Regions from separate parts of the Mus musculus genome. Here all the other regions are linked to region 1. A link is a contact called in public HiChIP or PLAC-seq and promoter capture Hi-C data. All regions are on one chromosome and are shown on one strand. Each heading gives the region's core, a stretch centred on a gene start, on an enhancer-like site or on the middle of the called end of the contact. The rest is flanking DNA. Distances are from core to core; before and after follow the strand shown. Region 1 holds the start of Dffa (DNA fragmentation factor, alpha subunit). Region 2 holds the start of Nmnat1 (nicotinamide nucleotide adenylyltransferase 1). Region 3 holds the start of Casz1 (castor zinc finger 1).

Region 1 (4,063 bases), core at 677-3,176:
ATGTGACATTCATCACACGCCTGGTCCCATTCTTACTGCGTTTCCGGTAAAAAACTGATGCTACAAAGGAGTTACTATTATTATTCCCAATTTATAGACAATGAACCCAAGCTCTGAGAGATTAAGGAATTTACTCAAAATCCTACTGTAAGTAGCATAGTTAAGACTAAACTTTTTTTTTTTTTTTTAGATTTCTTTATGTATATCAGTACACTGACTTAGCTGTCTTCAGACACACCAGAAGAGGGCATCAGATCTCATTACAGATGGTTGTGAGTCACCATGTGGTTGCTGGGAATTGAACTCAGGACCTCTGGAAGAGCAGTGAGTGCTCTTAACCACTGAGCCATCTCTCCAGCCCTAAACTTTTTGTTTGTTTAGATTTTATATTCATGAGTGGTTTCTTTTTTCTGAAGGTATGTGTGTAGATTACATACATGTGTTGTGCCCACCCACATGCATGGAGCCCAGAAGCGGGTGTTGGATGCCCTGGAACTGGAGTACTAGAAGGTTGTGAGCCACCATGTGGGTACTAAGAACTGAGCCCAGATCCTCTGCAAGAGCAGAAAGCACTCTCAGCAGCTGAGCCATCTTTCCAGCATCCTCACATAGGAGGCATTTGAGTCTACATAAATAAGCATCCAACCAGAGGCTGGTCTGATTACAGTGGACGCGTAATGCTGTCCCTTGCTCATTTATTCGGTGGTAATCTTGAATTCTACACATCAAATGTCAGAAAACAAAAAGTAGGTGGTTTATTCTCTCTGTGGCTATCTTCTTTTGCAGTTCTTCTAGACTGAAGGAAACTACAGTATTGGCAGAAGCTTTACTCAGTGTCATTTCATTTATATTATTGCCAGGCAAGAGGCTTTCCATAAGGCTGTCATCACCCAAAATAGAACTGCCAGTCAGTCTGCTATAGGCTCTGCTGCAGAGAACAGAAGTCTCTGGGGCCAAGGACACCCAGCCAATGCAACTGAAGTGGCACTAAGCTGAACTAACCTTGTGCTGGGGTGAAATGCAAGCCTTGGTGTGACAGAACCCCTGTCACCAGATCAAACCCTGCTCCTGGGTCTCAGTAGCTAGCTCTCCGGAAGCGATGCACACCCTGGCACAGGTGAATCCGTGCCCGGAGCTAGCTGACATGAAAGACCTGCAGAACTTCTTTGAGTATCTCATTTGTTGCTACGGGCTAATAACGCTTGTAAGTAACCATTGAACAGACCATCTCACTTGAGAGTCCCAAGAATCCTTTGAAGCAAAGTTGAAAATACACCCACTACACGGCTGAGGAAACTAAGGGTCCAGAGATGGTTAAATGCAAAGTATAGTCAGGATCAGAACATGGCTCACGTTCCTTACTTGGACTCTAAGGGCAGGCACTGACAGCTCCCTTTTAATGGAATAGGTACTGAGTGCGGACTCCCATTCCCATCCCGTCGGGGAGCCCCAGTACCGCCTCTGTGAGCCAGAGTGGACAGAATACGCTGGACTCGGTTTGGTCCAAAATCAGGTCAATGAACCTGGACCTGCACAGTTTCCCGTCCCCTTCACGGCTCCTCTCAGTGTAGGTAAGTAAAAACGCCAGGAATCTGTCAATCACTGGACCCACGTGGGTCCCTGCAGTCCCTAGGCTCTGGGGTCACCTTCCCGACCCCGCCCGGTCCCCTCAGCAGCCAACCTTTGCTCCTCAGCTCCTCGAGACTGGAGGCTGCCACGCCGTGCTGATCGCGGCTGTGGTTGCGGCGTAGCAGACACGGTTTGAGAGGCCGGACATCGTCCGGGTCTGGGGCGCTGGCTCCCCGCGACAGCTCCATCCTCAAAGTGGGGACCTGGCGACTCTGGGAAATCCCAGGTAGCCCAGAGCCCCTTCCCTAAGCTTTGACAACCTTCCTCCCGCTGCCTGACGGGAGATGTAGTTCTCTCAGCAAGTTACGCGAGACCAAGGCACGCCGGGAGATGTAGTTCTAGTGGCGGCTAATCACGGGCGTTCCAGGGCACGACGGGAATTGTAGTTTCTGGGTTCAAAGCCAGGGGCGGGGGGGATTCAGTTTAGGGAAGTGGTCCAGATTGGAGATTTCTTTTTTTTCTGTTGTTTTCTTTCCCCTACCCTGTTACCTTCCCCTCCTTTTCTTCTCTAAAAGACTGTATGATGGAAAACCCGGGGTCTCATGTATGGTAAGCATAGTTCTACACTACATTGCCAGCCATATATTCATGTTTTTTTTTTTTCCTTTTTAAAGATTTATTTATACATAAGTACACTGTAGCTGTCCTCAGACACACCAGAAGAAGGCATCAGATCTCATTACGGATGGTTGTGAGCCATCATGTGATTGCTGGGATTTGAACTCAGGACCTTTGGAAGAGCAGTCAGTGCTCTTAACTGCTGGGCCATCTCTCCAGATGCATATTCATGTTTTAAGAGTTGCCATTGAACTGGGTGTTGTGGCTCAGGCCTTTAATCCTCAGGAGGCAGAAGGATCTTTATGAGTTCCAGGGCAGCCTGGTCTACATAGTGAGTTTCTACACAGCCAGAGCTACATAAAAGAGAAAATTGTGTGTGTGTGTGTTTGTGTGTTTTTCAGGACTGGTTTTGTGACTTTTGAAGTTTAAAGGATATGATTTACAAGCAAGTTGAAATATTAAGTAAACATTTTACATTAAGTTAAATAGCTGACAAGATAGCTTAGTGGGTAAAGGTGCTTGCTGCCAGTCCTTACACCCTGAGTTTGATCCCAGAGCCCAGCATGGTAGGAAAACAGATTTCCAAAAGTTGTTCTCTGATCACACAACCTGACATTTGTATGCATGCATGTATGCTCATGTGAACACATACCCCCCCCACACACACAAATGGTTGCTATGAAATTATTATTAAGTTTTTAAAAGGAGCTGGTTTACTTATGTTTCTTAAAATTTTATTTTTGTAACCCAGCATGCTGGTGAATACCTTTAATCCTAGCTCTTGGGAGGCAGAGGCAGTTGTATCTCATTGAGTTCAAGGCCAAGGAGAACAAGCCAAAGTTACACAAAGAAATTCCGTCTCTGGCTGGTGAGATGGCTCAGTGGGTAAGAGCACCAGACTGTTCTTCCGAAGGTCCAGAGTTCAAATCCCAGCAACCACATGGTGGCTCACAACCATCCGTAGCGAGATCTGACTCCCTCTTCTGGAGTGTCTGAAGACAGCTACAGTGTACTTACATATAATAATAAATAAATAAATCTTAAAAAAAAAAGAAATTCTGTCTCAAAAACCAAAATTAATTAATTTTTTGTTTTGTTTTGTTTTTCAAGACAAGGTTTCTCTGTTTAGCCCTTGCTGTCCTGGAACTTACTCTGTAGGCCAGGCTGGCCTGGAACTCAGAAATCTTCCTGCATCCCAAGTGCTGGGATTAAAGGCATGAGCCACCACTGCAGGATATTTTGAAGGAAGTCAGTTTTCAACATAGAACATTAATTTTCAGTCTTGCCAAAAATGCAATGTCCCATCAGAGAAAAACTTTAAAATATTTATTTTATTTTTTGTATTAAATTGTATTAAATTTATTTATTTATTGTATAAATGTTTTGTTTGCATATATCTCTGTGCACTACATACACATTTGCCCGGTACCTGCTGCTGAGATCAAAAGAAGACATGCCCTGGCCCTGGGGTCCTGGAAAGTTGTGAGCCACTATGTGGGTGGTGGGGACCAGACCCAGGCTTTTCTGCAAGAGCAGTGAGTGCTCTTAACTGATGAGCCGTCTACCAGCCAGCTCTCCTGAACTACGCAAAAAGGTTGCTAAATAGCAATAACAGGAGGGCATTGCTGTAGACCAGGGAGTTGTTTTAGACACCAACAAATTGAGCTAAAAATAAAAATACAGACTGGGGGTAGCTAAATGCCAGAACACAAGCCAGCCTGAACAAGACTTTAAGTTTGATTCCTAGGACTGTGGGCAAAAGACATTCATGTGAAGATTTCACATGACTGAAATAAAAATAAACTTTATCTCGACTTCCCAGGGATCAAGATTAGAGGGATAGGCAGATTTCTCAAACAGGCTCACTCTGCTTGGC
Region 2 (4,063 bases), core at 1,069-3,568, 380 kb before region 1:
ATTTACTACAAGTAACAGCAGCTCCGCTCAGAGAACTACCATTTATGGAGTGCTCAATTGGGCCAAGCACTGTTTTGCCTCCTTCGTTTTAACATTTGTAACATCCTTACAAGGCTATTAACAGCTACGATTATTAGTATGCTTGTTTTCTTCTGCTTTATTGAAACAGTGACTCATGTAGCAGGCTGGCCTGGAGCTCTCCACGAAGTGAAGCACGCGCTCCTACCCGCATGCATCTGCCTCACTGCTGGGATTACAGGAGAGCAGCACCTCCCTTCCCGTCCCTCTTCTTCTTCTTCTTCTTCTTCGATGCTGGGCATTGGGCTCAGAGCCTCTAGCTGTTAGGCACCCACTCATCCACAGAGCCTTACCCCCGTCCCCAGCCTAATCATAGTATTTTTAGCAATTAGTTCATACTAGGCAAAGCTGTTTAAAATACTAAAGACAAAGGAAACATTATTTCCAGGAGCTTAAGTATTTTAAGTCTTCCATAGCTGAGGCTTTATGACTACAGAGCTTGACAAGTTTGCTTCTACAAACCAAGTGCTGTAAAATACTACAGAAGAGACCAAAGTCACACGCGGGCTTCAGGCTTGCATCCACGGAGCCTGACCTCTCTTCGTACAAACAAGTGTTTACGGAGTGAGAACATATAGTTATAACTTACCTGCATTCCTCCAGGTCTTGTAACTGCTGCATCAGTCTATCCAACTGCTCTTCTAAATTCTGCTTTAGTTTGCTTGTCTCTGTCTTTCCTCTGGAAGCCATTTTAATCACTGTAAGAACAATAAGCCCACATGAGTACACTGTATTTGGTTACTTGGGAAGATTCAACATATTGGTGCAATTCAAAATTAAGAAAATCTAAAATGCTGGGTGGCAGATTTCTGAGTTCGAGGCCAGCCTGGTCTACAGAGTGAGTTCCAGGACAGCCAGAACTACGCAGAGAAACCCTGTCTAGAACCACGCCCCCCAAAAAAAGAAAAAGAAAAAAGTAAATTATGAAAATGTAAAATGAAAAGAACATATTTTTTCTAAGATTACAGGTATGTGCTAACATGCCCAGACTTGTTTTTCTTCCCCCAGAACAGGGGATTGAATCCAGGCGCTCATTCCTGCTAAGCAAGGACTCTACCATTAAGATAAATCCCCTGCACAGTAAGTTATTACTGTTTAACACAAAAATTTATCTCTTCTTGGGGGAAATGGAGGAACCAGAATGCTACATATACGCTACGCCAGACTGCACTCCCAAGCTGCAATACAGTCTCAAAAGGCAAAGTTATTCTGAATAAATTTAAGGAAAAATAAAGGCTTGTACAACAAACAAACAAAAAAAAAAAAAACAAAAACAAAAAAAAAAAAACAAAGCAACAACAAAAAAACTTTAACCACACTACAGATTTAGACCAGAAAGATTTGACTCACTGGCACCACCTAGTATTGAATAAAAGTGATGCGTTTCCTTTGAGACTGCCGAAATGGCCAACACTGTCATCTGGAGTGGAATATATTCATTCACGCTCACCGGGGTTCCAGTATCCTGTCCCGTGCACGGTGCTCAAAACTCGCCAACTGTCGGAGCTCTGAGTGTCATCAATTTGAGGAAAGCGAAGTTGTCATAAAGTTTACCGGAGGCTCAAACTTCAAACCTCCTGGGGTGGAGCTGGCTAGAACAAGGTAAAACTGTTAAGAGTTTTATTTGCTGTGTCTGAACTTGGCCTACAGCTGTCCAGATCACTTCCCGCTAAGCAGACTGTAACTGAAATACGTTCTCCATTCCTAGGAAGACGCGGGAGAGGCCACTGAATCCCTGGGCTGTGCCTCCCGTAGCTTTTGCCGAGTCTCCTCTGGGTGAGGCCACAGCACTCGGGACTCGGCTTGAGGAAAACTGTCCAACTCAGACGCACGAGAAGGCAAGGGCAGAAAGCACACCTTCTCAGGGACGGAGGTGAGCAAAGCCCGGGCCCGGGACCACCGGAGCAAAAATAAGGCAGAGCCGGACCGCACGCTCGGATGCCGGCCTCCTCCCCGCGGACAGACGAACTCCAAGCTCCCGCCGAGGTGTGCAGGTCCCGCCAAGGCCGGGCTCCAGCAGGCCCGGTGGTCACCTGAGGAGGCGGGGAGTCCTACGCCTGCGAAACGCTTCTCCGTCCTCCCTGATCGGAAAACAGGACAACCTCCTTCGCCCTCCCGATCCCCGCCTGCCGCCCGCTAGCGGATCCCAGGGTTTGGAACCAGGGGCCCCGCCTACCTGACTCCCCGGCCTGGCGGACCGCATGGAGCGAGCACTTCCGCTGGATTCGCGCACTTCCGGCTGTGTGGGGCCAATGAGAGCAAGGCGGCGGTGTTCCCTGCGCTGGCGTCCGGGCCGAGGTTGTCTCCTGGAGGACTAGGGCCGTTTGGCCTTCAAGGCCTGGTAAGCAACCCACCGAGGTCCTAGGAGACGAGCCTGTGCGAGCGTTAGCCCGGTGACCCGTACTTTGCCAAGCAAGGGACAATGCACAATGGCTGGGCCTTTAGAGACTTTTGTAACGGTCCCTGGGGCCAGCTCTTCATAGTCAACTCTTGCCCTTTAGTTCTTGGAACCAAAAAGTTGGTAACTTTCCTGTGACCTTGGTGCAGGTCAGTTCCCCCACTTGGGGTGGCCTGGATTCTTCCTCTCTAGAGATTTCTTGAGAGCAGACGCCCATGAACTTAGAGGGATGTGGGTGAGAGGCAATGGGGGAAAGCCAGTGCTGAGAAGGACATTCCCTTTTAGTCGTTTCCAAATCTGGGAAAGAGCAAGCCCACACAGCCTTTGAGAACCAGTTAAATTGCTGCTGAGTGGACTGTAAACTGTTACCAGGGAGCTGAGTGGAGAAAGGGCTATGCCAGCCCTTTGGGACCCAGATCCTGAGTCCCAAATGTCGGATATTGAGCTACACTGTTGGATTCTGGGTTTGCTTAATTGTGATTATTCCTATTCTCTGGTTCTGCCCTTTTGGGATTAGAAAGTATGAAACTTATTTTGATTTTACAGGAGCTCATGATTAAAAGACTTGGACTTTTAAAGAGACTCGGAACTTTAAAAGTTTTGAAATTTTGAAAGACTGAGAATTTTGAAAGTTGGTCTATGCTTTTGTTTTATAATGTTAACAGGGACTTTGGAGACAAGAAATCGAAAGGTTATAGCTTACAGTGATGCCTTTGTGAAGTTGAAGGGGGGGGGGTGTTAGAAGTTCATAGTTAAGCCGGGCGTGGTGGCGCAGGCCTTTGATCCCAGCACTCGGGAGGCAGAGGCAGGTGGATTTCTGAGTTCGAGGCCACCCTGATGTACTGGGCTGTATAAGAAAGCCAGCTTCCTAGGTGCTGGGCATTGGCACTAAAGAGGCAGAGATGGAATGATATCTCTGAGTTCAGGGCCAGTCTGGTCTACAGACTGAGTTTAAGCCAGGAGGCAGCAGCATTCATTCCTCAGTAGTGTCTGCTTCAGGTTCCTCCTAGAGCCCGTGCCCCAATTCTTTCAGTGATGGACTGACCTGGAAGTATAAGGCAAAAGAACCCTTCCTCCCCAAGTTGCTTTTGGTCAGAGTGTTTTGTCACAGCAGCAGAGTGAGGCTCAGACACTGGCTATATGTTCTACAAAATAATTGGCTGTAGTAATATGAAAGATTGTTGTAACCCATAAAGAGATTCTCTTTATCCAAAAGTTCCCACAACGTAAAGAATGTATAGATTGATCTTGGTGAGATCTTAGGTCTGCACGACTGTTTTCCTGTGAAGCTTCACTTTGCTGAGATGAGCGATTTCTTTTGACAATGTCCACTTCTGCCGGTGTCATCGGCTCAGATTCTAATGTCCCTATTTTATAAGATCCGAGGTTTATAGGAAGTCATTGTAGCAATCTTGAGAGTATTGTGTAGACACTCACTCCTCCTTCGTATGAAGGTGTTTTTAATGGCGATCCTGTGGTATCAGTTGACCAATCGTTTCCCGCTTCTTCAGCACTCATTAAGCAACTTCTATGATGGCTAGTCTTGGCATGCTTTTTGCGTGGTTATGATGTGCAGCAGACATTTTA
Region 3 (4,063 bases), core at 967-3,466, 300 kb after region 1:
GGCCGCGCCCCCCACACTCCTTTGGAGAAGCGACGTACACGCTCAGTCTCCCCAACATTCTGCCAGGTTTAGGGGAGCTCCAGCTCGGAGGAGGGGTATTATCCCTGCTGGAACACATCTTCCACCCAGGCATCTACATCTTCACCCTTCCCAGCGTGACTGGATGGAGGTCCTCGCCGCACCCAGGCCGGCTTCGCAAGCCGAAGCTGAATCTGGAGAAACTTGTCTGCGGGGAGAAGCGGTCCCTGGCCTCACTCCTCTCCTCCCCCAGCTCGGGGACCCCGGTCGGGGAAGACTTGGAAGAAGAATCTGTGCCCACCCCCTAGAGAAAAATCTATTATTATGATCTTAATCTACGCCCCCAAAGTGTCCCTCCCGCTGTGATTGACGGCGCATACACCTGTTCCCCTCTCAGAGTAGAGTCCAAACGCTGGGGACAGACATTCGCTCAACCGCTTCTCGGCCGCCCAGCGCCCGCCCGCGCCCGGGCACCCCCGCCCGCAGCCCCAGTGCTCCCCTGGTCGAATCTCTCCACCCTAGGAGGCCGCCCCCTCCCCTCCCAGGCCTTGCTCCCCGGCTTCTCCCGCTCCGGGTCGCGCTGGCTTCGAAAAGAGAGAGAAAGAACAGAAAGCAAAACTTCCTGGCGGCCGACGGTCATCAGCTGCACATTCTGCAAATGCCACCGAGTAAAAATAAACCGGCCGCCGCTCCGCCCGGCCGGCTCACCCCGGGCGCACGACTCAGCCCCCTGTCCCGGGAGGTCCACGGCTGAGGGTCTGTCTGGCAGGGTCCCCTGATTCCCGCGCACCCCTCAGAGTCCCACTCCGTCAGTTACCACTTGACGCTCCTGTATAGTGAAGGTCGACCCAAGAGTCCTGGTGGCCCAGTCATCTCCCCTTCACTGTCCCCTGTGCCCCTACATGCTCCTGTCCTCTGCCAGGAGCCGATTTCAGCCCCATGTCCTCTCCACACGCTAAACCCCCGAGGTCCTCCTCAGCCCACCTAGGGTCACAGACCCCGTCCAATCCTCTCCTATCCCTAGAGAGAGCCCCCACCTCCGGCGCCGGAGCTCACCGCTCCACCCGCAATCGGGCCTGCCAACCCAGCGTCCCAAGTCCCCGGGCGCAACTTCTCTCTCCGCGCACACAGTAGCCGCCACAACTCCCCCGGAACTTTTCCCCAGATCCAGGGCGAGCTTCAGCCGACAGCAGAGCGGTCGGAGCCAGTACCCAGCGTTGCGAGCCGGAGCCCGGGGGGGGACTCGGGGGTAGGGGGAAAGAGTAAGAAGCGCCACTTGCCGCGCTTGGAGCGGCGCACTTGAGATAAACTTCCCAGGCACAGATAGAAAAGGGGGCGCCGCTCCCCAGATCCCAGAACCCTCTTGCCTTCATTTTCCCACCCGGAGCTCCCCTTGGCACCCTGCGCCTACGCGAACACTGCCTACCTCTGCTGGCAGAACATACACCCCGGTGTCGGGGCACAAGAGCCGGCTAGAGGAGATCCCCACCCACCCCTTCCCTTGGGCAAAGTCTTGCAAAGTCACCCCAGGAGCCCCTCACCCCTGCCTCCTTCTCTCCTCCAGACAGCTCACGACCCCCCTGCAGCAGGAGGGGGCGTGGGAGAAGGAACGATCACCCAGTATTGGCAAGCACCTGCGCCCCCAGCCCACTGCGCGGAAAGCGCCCCCACCCTAGTTGCAAAGTCCTGTACTCGTGCCTGGCACCTCCCCCTCTTCTCCCCTACCCCGCCGACCCCTCAGTTGGAGTAAGTGACCCCCAGGAGCTGCAGCCCTCCCTCCACTGGAGCGGCTCGCCGGGCATTCCCCTGGTCACTGCGGGCGCCGCGCCGCCCCGCGCCGGGGTGCCAGCCCTCTGTGCCCCCTACCTCCCGTACAGCCGGAGTTGGGTGGCAGCCGCCGCTCGCAGGCTGGCTGGCTCGGTCGTTCGCTCGTTCGCCCGCTCCCAGCTGCAAGCGGCAACCCCGGGGGTAGTGAACTGCACCGGGACAAGGGTGAAACCTGGAGGCGCCCCAATAGGCCCGCAGAGGTGGAGGGCTTGAAGGGGCCGCGGTGGAAGGAGCGCCGAGTCTCTTACCTGCACTTGGGGCGGCTTTGGGTGACTTTCCAAGTCCGGGGAAAAATGTGTGTGTGTTTGGGATGGAGCGCCGCGGGCGCGCATGCGCGACCGAAGTTGCCGGATCCCGGATTTTTCGCTCCCAGTCTCCGCTCTCGCCCGCTGTGATTATGGAATTCTCCGCGGCCGAACGGGCGAGTGGGTGGCATGCAAAACCCGGGCCGGATCGCGGGGCTGGGCTCCGCTCCACCCTCACACCCCCAGACCTTCCCCTCTAGCATTCTTCCCACCCACCGCCAAGGCTGGGCTCCGCGTGCGCGCGCGGCGAGATCGGCCAGCGAAGCAGAATCAGAGCGCGCTGCTCCCTTGTGCGGTTCCGGAAGGTTTCTACACCCTCTGAATGGAGTTGAGACTGGGACAGAAGAAAGGGACAAGGGTGCGTTACTTTCCAGCTATTCTGAACCCTTTGACACCCCGAGTTTGGTTCCCACTTTTTCAATGAAAATTGGCTCTCTTTTTTGCAAGCCAGACTGTTAGAAGAGTCGAATGAAATCTTCCCTGTTTGATATTTTCTTTGCTCTTACTCTCTGCAAAGGGGAGTTTTCATTCAGCCCCTTATGCAAGAAATAAATCCTTAAGTGAGCAAGACAGGCCACGCAGAACAACCTTACTCTATGCGTGGGAGGAGGGCAAATCATGTGCATTAAAACGAGAATGCTGCAAAGTGAAAGATCCACGGAGAAAGCAGAGTGTCTTGGGGGAGACGATCCCTTGGCCTGGAGATGGGAGGTGACAGCCGTTTTCATCTCCCCTGAAGGACACTTTGCATCCTTGCAATACCCTAGCAGGGCCTCTTAGCTGTCTACGCGGGTCACCGGTCCTCTGGCCCTAACACCTGGTCCTTCCTCTCCCAGTCAGGCTACCACACCCCAGCATAGACTCAGCGATGATACCCATTTTGTTCCTACTGCAGAATTCAGGATGGAAATTCAGGAAGTGAGACCAAAAAAAAAAAAAAAAAAAAATCAAAGGCGAAGGACCCCCAGGCAAGATGAGTTAGAAACTGACCGCTGTAATAGGCAAATTATTAATTGCATAAATAAGCAAAAGTGCAAAGCATAATCCAACTTCGAGGTGCACTTTACACAGTGAGTTCTGCTCAGAGAAAATGCCGCCCACAATGCCCAGCCCTGCTGGGGACTGGGGCCTACTGGAAAGCTTTTGCTCTGCTTCATGACCCTACTGTCTTGCCTGGCCAGCGCTAGGACAGTCGCCTGCTGGGATGTGTTCCCTGCCCTGCTGTGAGCTCAAAGTTCATTGGTCCAGAGGCAAATGACCAGAGTCTGAGGCTCTCTGGCCCTGAGGTGGTAGAGTTCCTAAATAAAACCTCTGGGTCAGTGCTGTGAGGTGTCACACACTCCTCAGATGCTATGGTAAGTGACAGCTGTGTCACACTTGTAGGAAAATAAACTGGAGCAAAACAAAAACATACACAACAACAACAACAAATCCAGACCTCACTACTCAGATTTGACAGCCCACGAAGAGCAGATTTGGGGGTTTGGACAACCCCAAATCCACCAGTTCATCTTGGTCTCTTCCCTCCTTATTCCAAGAATTAACAGAAGTCATCTGCAGCCGCAACAGACTGTGGCCTACGTCTCCCCTTCCATCTCCCATCCTTAGCTCCCAGGCTTCAGACTCATCCAAGTATTTCTGAGATACTTGAACCTGGTGACTCAGGAGAACACATGCCCTCCCCACCCCAATGCCCCCCTCCCCCAGAGATCTCAAGCTCAATCCTGCCAGCCCACACGGAGAGAAACTGAGTCACTGTCATCCGAGAGGTGACAAAGTAGGCCTGCTCACCACTGCAGCAGCAGCCAACAACTTGAGCTACAGGGACAGACCACCAGCCACTCACCAACTGGGTGACCTTGAATGAGACATTTGACCTCTGTACCTCAGTTATCCCAACAGAGAAATGGGGC

What was found. Promoter capture Hi-C pulls out the DNA fragments that hold promoters and counts their contacts. HiChIP or PLAC-seq counts read pairs in DNA pulled down with a chosen protein or histone mark.
Region 2: an H3K27ac HiChIP or PLAC-seq map of epiblast stem cells shows a contact between it and region 1, with 2.9 times the contacts expected there. The contact joins the promoter of Nmnat1 here to the promoter of Dffa in region 1. A contact is called at or near these places in 5 of 39 promoter capture datasets (cranial neural crest, embryonic stem cells, hippocampal neurons and 2 more), 4 of 115 datasets of contacts at active chromatin or transcription factors (the SCID.adh cell line, bone marrow-derived macrophages, epiblast stem cells and 1 more) and 3 of 9 other capture datasets (adipose tissue, macrophages and pancreatic islet).
Region 3: a promoter capture Hi-C map of neural stem cells shows a contact between it and region 1. The contact joins the promoter of Casz1 here to the promoter of Dffa in region 1. A contact is called at or near these places in 9 of 39 promoter capture datasets (the 3T3-L1 cell line, embryonic stem cells, frontonasal cranial neural crest and 4 more), 10 of 115 datasets of contacts at active chromatin or transcription factors (astrocytes, craniofacial prominence, embryonic basal ganglia and 7 more) and 4 of 9 other capture datasets (adipose tissue, embryonic stem cells, liver and 1 more).

Annotation. Positions count from the first base shown.
Region 1 is chr4:149,102,005-149,106,067 of GRCm38.p6, reverse strand. Dffa (DNA fragmentation factor, alpha subunit) reads right to left here and starts at 1,926. Exons shown (of 6, transcript NM_001025296.2): 1 at 1,682-1,926. The coding sequence starts at 1,817.
Region 2 is chr4:149,483,465-149,487,527 of GRCm38.p6, reverse strand. It overlaps Nmnat1 (nicotinamide nucleotide adenylyltransferase 1), which reads left to right and starts at 2,318. Exons shown (of 5, transcript NM_133435.2): 1 at 2,318-2,419. It overlaps Lzic (leucine zipper and CTNNBIP1 domain containing), which reads right to left and starts at 2,262. Exons shown (of 7, transcript NM_026963.6): 1 at 1,529-2,262; 2 at 668-776. The coding sequence starts at 768.
Region 3 is chr4:148,802,545-148,806,607 of GRCm38.p6, reverse strand. Casz1 (castor zinc finger 1) reads right to left here and starts at 2,216. Exons shown (of 21, transcript NM_001159344.1): 1 at 2,094-2,216.